3 separate regions of the Sus scrofa genome follow, and regions 1 and 3 are each linked to region 2. A link is a contact called in public Hi-C data. All regions are on one chromosome and are shown on one strand. The core of a region is the stretch at or near the end of the contact, and the rest is flanking DNA. Distances in the headings are between cores, read along the strand shown.

Region 1 (2,700 bases), core at 182-2,681, 50 kb before region 2:
CATCGATGCTGGAAACAGCAGTATGAGCTTCATATATACATACACACACACACATATATACATAGATACACACATATATATTTAAATAGAGATGCAAATTTGATTTCTTTAAAAGTTAATAATGTGTGAAATCTAAAATATGGCAGATAAACTTATCTATAAAACAGAAATAGACTCACAGAAATAGAGAACAGACTTGTGGTTGCCAAGGGAGAGGACTGGGTGGGAGAGGGAAGGACTAGGAGTTTAGGGTTAGAAGAGGCAAACTAGCATATATCGGATGCATAAACAACAAGGTCCTACTGTAGAGCACAGGGAACTCTATTCAGTATCCTGCGATAAACCATAATGGAAAAGAACATGAGAAATAATTTCATATTATATATATATATATATATTCTGAGTCACTGTGTTGTACACCTGAAACTAACACATTGTGAATGTAAATCAACTATACTTCAATAAATTAGTTTTGAAGGCATAATTATTGCTGGAAACATTGCTATTTTAGCTGCATGCAAGAGTTATCTGAGGATCAGAAAAGGTTTTCCAGAAGCAAGTGAGCCAGACGTCCAACTGGAGGTAAATACAAGCCTTGGAGTTCAGGACGGGCGGAAACAAGGGTCAGTTTCCCAGAGGTTAGTTAGCTCCCAGGTGTTTTTCCACTGGTGGGACACTGAGGTACTTGTCAAGTAGCAAACAGTCTCCTGGACCCTTTTTGCTGTCACCCATCTGTGTGTTGTTTACAGAACACAAGGAGGCAGCTGTGAGATGAGAGATGGCTGACCACAGCCTGGCAGCAACGCCAGCCTCACTGGTCCAACTGTTTTATTGGCTACTCACATCCAGGGGATGGGATTCGAAACAGACTGTGTCCTTAATGGATCCCACACTACTGCGATTCACGTCAGAGTGAGGTTCAAGGGTAGAAATATTCACAGCCGGCAACCACATCTGGCCTCAGAACATCTTTGTTTACTTTGTTGCTTAGGGAAAATAAAAATCCACAAAAACCAGTTGCTTTGCCTGAAGACACTAGAAATGCATGCTAAGCTTCACTCGGCTGAGTCAGAGCCCTCCAGCATGTATGATCTTTATTATTTCCTTGGCCAGACACGGGCCAAGTTCCCAGATGCAGAGGATGCTTCTAACCTAACTCATTCTCCACCCAAGGCTCCTTCAGTCCTGAGTCATCCCCTCAAATAACTGATTTCTATTCCCCAGAATGAGATGGGTGACTTTTAATCCGCAATTTTCTTCCTCTTCTAACAACTTTTCTCCTCCGTATTGCCACACTTTTTTTTTTTCTTTTGCAATGAGACCAGAAAGTAAATCTGGCATGTTTCTTTAGAAACAAAAAGGCACAAGTGGTGAGCCAGCTATTTTGAGCTGTGAGAGCACAGTTCAAAGGCCACACACCAACAGCACCATCATTCTGCTGATTTCTTACACGCAAGAACCCAGAGCTTCCCTTACGAAGGCAGCTGCCGGAGGCTGGAGCAAAACACACAAAATGAGATTTGAGAGAAAGAGGCCAGCACATCCAAGCCCTCCCCATCTCAGAAACCCAGCTGAGTCCATAAAACACCCCAGGCACGTGATCCACACCGGGAGTACGCCTGCTGGATGGCGGGAAGCAACGTTATTAAGGTCACAACAGGTCCAGAGGGAACCAGCTGGCTGAGATGTTCTGCTAGCGAGTTAAACAGAGACAGGAAACCGCGTGTCTGATACTGTAAAAAAAAAAAAAAAAAAAAAAAAAAAAATCATTTGTCTTCCTGCCAGCTTTAGGCTTGCAAACCAAAGAGGCTGTTTTCATTTAAAAGAAACTCGACAACAATGAGGGAGGAAAGAAAGAAACTTTGTGGCTGCTTGAGTCCCAGACTCAGTGCTCCCAGCCTCCCAGGTGGGGAGCATGCGCCTGCGCTACTGTGGCCCTGCAGGCAGACTCAGGGTCTCAAGGAGCATGTTCTGGGTGATGGGCACTTTCTACTTAACCATGTAGGGTGAACTTTGAGACAGAGTGGTTTCTAGAGTCCTGGTTTCTAATTAGAAATAACTGACATATTTACTGCTCATTCCATCCTGTAAAAAAAGAAAAATCTCATGCAACCCAGAGATGGGCATGTAGTGGAGGGAGCCAAAAGAAATTCAAGCAGGAGCTAGAATCCAGACAAATGGAAGGTCCATAAAGGAACACTGGCAAGCAGGGGTGATGTCAGTGTACAAAATGCATGCTCACATGCTTGCTAGAAGCATAACTCACGCTTTTCTGGTAGTTAGCGTTGCAGGAAGAAATGCAACAACACAACGTGGTCATCTACATCAGGGGTTGAAGCCTTGTTTGCAAATAAAATTTTATTGGAACACTGTCTCGTCCCCTTGTTTACAGATCCAGCAGCAGCTGCAGTGAGGCTCTGTGGCTTGCAAAGCCAAAGATATTTTTGTAACTGGTCCTTTAGCAAAGAAGTCTGCAGACCCCTGCTAGATATGCCTCCGAGTGTCCTTAAGATCAGAAGCAAGTATGTCCTCCTGAGGGGAGAAAACGTTCCAGGGCAGAGAACTGACTGAAGTTTCTCCCAGCTCCCTCAGCAAGGTGATGGTACAATGCAGAGAAGAGTTTCCTCAACGGTGCACTTTCCAGTGAGTATGTCCCTCGGATTCACAGGTACCAAGAGAATGGATGGTACCTACACACCA
Region 2 (2,700 bases), core at 172-2,671:
GGTGCAAATTTCTTCTAAACAAAACTAAAGGGAAGTCTGCCTCTGGTCCTTGGTAAACAAAGTGTGTGCCTTAGAGCCACAGGGGCTGTCAGATCTTCTACAAGTTATTCCAAATCTATACAGTGCATCTCCAGGTCACCAAAGGGCAAAAGAGAGACATTAGGTATTAAAGATGAAAGGAACGGAAAATGATCCAAGTCTAACCACATCATTTCACAGATGCAGAGACTGAGGCCCAGAAAGGTCCAAAGACTCAGTTACCAGACCCTAGATGCAGCTCCTCAGTTCTGTAGATCAGAGGTACAAAATTTCTAACGTTTAAGGTCTCAGAGGTTTGGTACTTTCCATAATAAATCAGTAAGAACGCAATTCTTGCATTTTTTCTCTCCTCAAAACTCTCTAGAGATCAAGATCAGGTGGGTAGGGGATTTAGGATTTTAACCCTTCCTTTCCACCAAACGTAATGAACCTCTAAACCTGGAAGGCGGGGTTGTTCGGTTCAGGCAACATCTCCAGCACCTAGCACGCAGCACCAAGCACCAGTACCTAGCAGGCACTCGGTAAATACTCTGTCTTCCACCTGACAACCCCCACTCCCTGCCCCATCCACTCCAAGCCAGCAGTGGAGCCAGAAAACTTTCTTTTGCCAACGCTCCTTTTCTTGAAACTTTTTTTCAGTAACTCCAGGCCAAGAAGCCAGCCGACGTAGGGGCATGTGGCCTTTGCCAGGAGCTGAGGATGGGGTGTCCTGCCCTTTAGGGGCTGCTAAGCGATCCTGGGCCGGGAACCAGGTGTGCCCGCTGCTCAGAGGCCGCCCGGGCCGCGTCCTGACTCTGCCGATCACCAACTTCTCAAACTTCCCTTTCCGGGGGTGGGGGCGGCCAGGACTGCCGGCACGGCGCCCTTCCTTCCCGCACAAAGGGGGCCGGGTGCGCCCCGCGCCCCCCGCCACGGCCACTCTCCGGGTTTTTGGAAAAGAAAAACGCACACGTCCCCGCGCGGGGCGCCGGGCCGCGGGGATCGGGGACACGTCCCGGCTTCCGCCCGCGCTCGCAGCCCGGGCCACTGTCAAGCGCAACCCGGTGGGGACCCGGGGACCCCAGCGCCGAGACCGGGTAGGGGCCACTCACCCGACTTGGGAACGTGCGGCGGGATCGTGCTGGCGATGCGCGTCCACAGGACGACGTGCAGCGGCCACAGGCCCCCGAGCAGCCCCCGGCCCATGGCAGCCCCCGCCGCTCGGCATAGACCGGCCCGAGCGCGCCCGCTGCGCCTCCACCCGCGCCCTCCGGACCCGCGCCGGGCGCCGGCAGCGGTGCGGCCAGATGTGGCGCCGCCCGGCGCGCGCAGGGGTAGCAGCGGGCGAGGCGCAGGGGCCCGGGCGGCCGAGGGGGTGCGCGGGAGGCCGGCCCGGCCGGCGGGTGCGCGCGCGGGGTGTCGTCGGGCCGGGCGCGCGAGTGACTCACGACTTCTCCCTGGCGCTGCGGGGGAAACAGGAAACTCCTCGCCAACAGCTGGGCAGGACCTCTCGCCGCCCCGGAGCCTGCTCCCCCGGCCCGGCTCCCGGCCCTCGCCCTCCCTCGCAGCTGCCAATCACGTCCCCGGGACTGCCCCTCCGGGGCTCTGGCAGACTTTGAGCTACCCCTCGCTGCTGTTGCCGGTTCCTCGCTCGAGGACCTACTGTGGAGCGACCTAGTGCAAGGGTTACAGAAAGTCACTGAACGCAGAAAGCATGAACCCTTTCCAAAGCACCCCTGCGAAGCATTCTCCCCTCCCCACTACCCTTTTTGAGTTTGTTCTTCAGTGCTTTAGAACGGAGTTTTCAAACTCCCAGGGGCAACCCAGCAGTGGGTGCTGAAACCTGAGTTGTGAGCACGTTTTTGGTTTTCAAATAGAAGAGTATTGTCTCCTTAAACTTTTGTTTCAATTATGTATGCCTACACTGTCACATTGTGATACATGTTTGTTACTGAAGGAGAAAGTCCAAAACTTTGTCTCCAAGTTTAATGTACTTATGGACTCCCTGAAAGTCTCGTTAAAATGCGGATTCTGCCTCAGTTCCTCTAAGAGACAGCATTTTGATAAGCTCTTGGATGATATCTCCCATTTTGAACCGCCTTTTTTTCCTGGGGGTGACTCAGTGTGTAATTGTACATGGTAAGACATCACAGAGTGGTAACAGTGGAAAATGTTACCTTCATTGTGTGTCAGGTATGGCAGAAAGTGTGAAAATAGTGGCCTGGGACTCAGCTAAGTGCCAGGTCTTGCCTTCTAATGCTCTGTGACAGGAGAGAACCCTGAGTCTGTCCCCTGAAAAGGGGGACATTGGTGGTAGCAGAACAGGACCAACTTTAAACTTTCCCTACTTGCTAGGTTGACCAGGTTTGCCCCAAACCATTCTGATGTACATCTGTTCCAAAACTAAATTATTAATAGAACCCTTTTCTTGTTCCCATGTGTCTCAGTTGGATAATGACTTATATGCTCACCCTACTTTCAGCCTTCCAAGTACAGCGTTCCCATCAGGAGACCTTTCACAATAAACTCCTTTATCTGAGAGAAAACTTGTTTGCAGAGGCAGGTGGCCAGGCTTACGTAGAATAAAGGCAACTAACTCTCCCTGGAAACCCAACCCCTGAAATCTTCCCTATCAATCTACGTTCTTCTGCTTGATCCTGGAGCCTTAAGTCTTGTCACCAT
Region 3 (2,700 bases), core at 62-2,561, 60 kb after region 2:
TTTATCTTATCTGATCTTCAGTTTCTTTAACTGGAAGATGTGATAGTAATATCTACTTTTCAGGGGTGTGGAGAAGGGACTTGATATAGAGACCACCTGGGTGAATGCCTGGCCTTTAGTGGATGCTTAACATACATTAGCTCTCTTTCTGCCTTTATCTCCATTCATTAATCAAGATTCTTCCCTGATTCCAAGCTAGTAGAAGTTCAACAGAGAGAGGACATAAGGGCAAAAAGAAATAAACTTCCTATGGTTCTATAAGTCTGTTTTTGATGTTCATTACATCCTTAAGGAATTGGAAGAAAAGGAAGGGTTTGGCTTCAACCCCATCCTCCCTCCATTTCCATCTAGACCTTGAACTCACGTTTTCAATTGCTGGAGTTTTTAGCTGGGATCATCTTCACCAAAATATGGAGGCTGTAGGTTTTTCAGGAGTCATCTCAGAACTTGTGAAATACTCACAGGTGTTTTTCCTTTCTATTTCTGGGTTATGCAAATATAATACTTGTGTGTATGTGTAGACTCTTGACCATGAATAAATTTTATTAACTTATTAAAATTAGTAACTTTGCTACATAGATATGGAGAAGTTCCCAATGGAAGTATAATTCCAGGGCCATAGTGTTCTGTCCCTAGTGGACCCTTGCAAAGCCCATTCCTACATTCAAACATTTCTCTAATTATGTACGTTTTTCTTTATCAGCAGTTGCTTGATTGTGTTCTGGTGAGTGGTCTGGAGTGTGTCTGTGCTCATGTGTGTACATACAAAATAAGCTATAACATGTTGTCATGAATAGAATACCATTTTTGGATTCCAGGAAACCTATGCTTAAGTTCTGTTCCCACTACTCACTAACTCTGTGACCTTGACCAATTTACTTAACTGCACTAAGCTTCAGGTTTTTTTTTTTTTTTAATTTAAAAATGGGATTTGGAAAAATTCATGCACAAACTGAGCACCCCAAAGATGGTAGCTATGCTATTAATATTCCAAATACAGTGAATAAGGTAGCAGTATATAAATATTACACACAATATTGTTAACAGATAGGTTTTATGAGAAATGTTTCAAAAATATTTGTTCAGATCTTTGGATACTAAAGACCACAGAGAATAGCCAAAAATATTTCACAAAATTTCCGCTAATCAAGGGGAAAGTAAGGCAACTTATTAAAAAAGTTAATACTTTAACAATCCTTCCCAATTCAGTCATTGGGAGTTAACAGTAAAAACAATATTGAGTCATCATATTTACTGAAACTCACCCAGCAGAGATCCTCCAGGGCCTGTTATCTTCCTGGGAGGAACTCCATCTTAGTACTGTGGCCTCTTCCAAAAAAAAGAGCTGGCAGAAAACAATACCCTGCCTGGAATTCACAACAGTTCCTCATTTGTGAAAACAAACAAACAAAAAAGTTCATTTCCTCCCAAATCTTCTCAGGATCCTTTCTCCTGATTTATCTTGTAAAAATCAATTTTCCCATGGCCTTCTCTACTCTTCCATGAGGGAGCCGGCCCACCCTCTCCTAGGTGGAAGGGAAGCCTTCAGGGACTACATTATGTCACCTAGATGTTTCGAGATCAAGTCTGAAAGGATTCAATTCACAGAATTTAATCCATAGACTCTCCATAGAAATTATTTCTGGAAGATAATTCTATAAGTGATGAAACAGTTCTCATTTTGAAAAAAAAAAAGTCTATATTTTCCAGGTTTTTTTGTTTTGTTTTGTTTTTGTTTTTGTTTTTTTTACAGTAAATATTGATTACTCATGAGATAAAGTACAATGAAAGTTAAAAAGTATGGTGGTGTCAGGGTTGTAGCCAGATACACTTTTCTTAAAATTTATCCCTGTTTTCCTCATGCGTTGCTTTTATGGGCTTTGCACTTGCTATATATTGCCTTACTTAATTTTCCCAAACATATCCACTTATGTTGCCCATTCGCCACTAAGACAAAGCCCAGAGAATTAATAAGCTGATCCAAGTCTCAGAGCTAGGAAGAGACAGTGTCAGGATTCCACCATTACTGAATTAAGAGCCTCATTTTTAACACCCTACAAATAGGTAGCAATGCAGGAATTTGAACTCAGGTTTGTCTGATCAAAGTGTATATATTTTAACTACTCATTCCTTCAGACATCTTCCTCAGGTGAAAAACTGAGAAACTGATCAATGTAGTTTCTTTTTGTGGCAATAATTAACATGATGAAAAAAGTGGATTTTTATCCCTGACAATTAAATGCCAGTTCTTTTTCCCAAAATTGATGGATTTTATGGGACAAAATCCTTGGTTATATTCATGACTCTATATAAAAAGGGCCCTTTCTAAAGCCAGAACACCCATAAATTATATCTTCATTTTGAAATTTGTAGGGAAGCTTCCAAAGATACTAAATGAGAAGATGATAAGGGGGAGATGGAACAAATGGAAAACACAGAGTCATAATGTGAACCCAAAGATAAAGCCAATTAACAAAAGCATGAAATAACAGACTTTATGCATTTGCCACTAGCAAATAAGTAAAGAAGAAATGACTTAACATGGTAGTGCCTGATATTCTAAATTTTTGTCAACAGAATTTGAAGAGCTTAATTTTCATTGGGTTACAATTTAATGACCATTAAGTACCCTCTAAGCCAGTTATATTTTGACTTCCTTTGAGTTTTAAAAACTTGTCCCCCAAATCTTTCCCCACCATG

What was found. A called contact is a pair of places that touch in the nucleus more often than the background predicts.
Region 1: a Hi-C map of embryonic fibroblasts shows a contact between it and region 2, with 2.1 times the contacts expected there. The contact joins the enhancer-like site here to the promoter of TGFBR2 in region 2. A contact is called at or near these places in 1 of 5 promoter capture datasets (liver), 13 of 47 Hi-C or Micro-C datasets (alveolar macrophages, blood, embryonic fibroblasts and 6 more) and 2 of 2 datasets of contacts at active chromatin or transcription factors (alveolar macrophages and skeletal muscle).
Region 3: a contact with region 2 is called in a Hi-C map of retroperitoneal adipose tissue, with 1.5 times the contacts expected there. The contact joins the enhancer-like site here to the promoter of TGFBR2 in region 2. A contact is called at or near these places in 2 of 5 promoter capture datasets (fetal skeletal muscle and liver), 6 of 47 Hi-C or Micro-C datasets (embryonic fibroblasts, heart right ventricle, liver and 2 more) and 1 of 2 datasets of contacts at active chromatin or transcription factors (skeletal muscle).

Annotation. Positions count from the first base shown.
Region 1 is chr13:16,833,227-16,835,926 of Sscrofa11.1, reverse strand. All of the region lies in intron 3 of TGFBR2 (TGF-beta receptor type-2), which reads right to left. Among named protein-coding and RNA genes, the nearest start is that of TGFBR2, 50 kb to the right of the region's middle. Within about 2 kb of position 1,431, at least 53 of the 83 cell types and tissues checked have an H3K27ac peak or open chromatin away from gene starts, as enhancers often do. A contact at or near this core is called in alveolar macrophages, embryonic fibroblasts, liver and 4 more, where this site is marked.
Region 2 is chr13:16,783,091-16,785,790 of Sscrofa11.1, reverse strand. TGFBR2 (TGF-beta receptor type-2) reads right to left here and starts at 1,421. Exons shown (of 7, transcript XM_021071493.1): 1 at 1,131-1,421. The coding sequence starts at 1,224.
Region 3 is chr13:16,722,557-16,725,256 of Sscrofa11.1, reverse strand. No RefSeq gene overlaps it. Among named protein-coding and RNA genes, the nearest start is that of TGFBR2, 60 kb to the left of the region's middle. Within about 2 kb of position 1,311, at least 17 of the 83 cell types and tissues checked have an H3K27ac peak or open chromatin away from gene starts, as enhancers often do. A contact at or near this core is called in retroperitoneal adipose tissue, where this site is marked.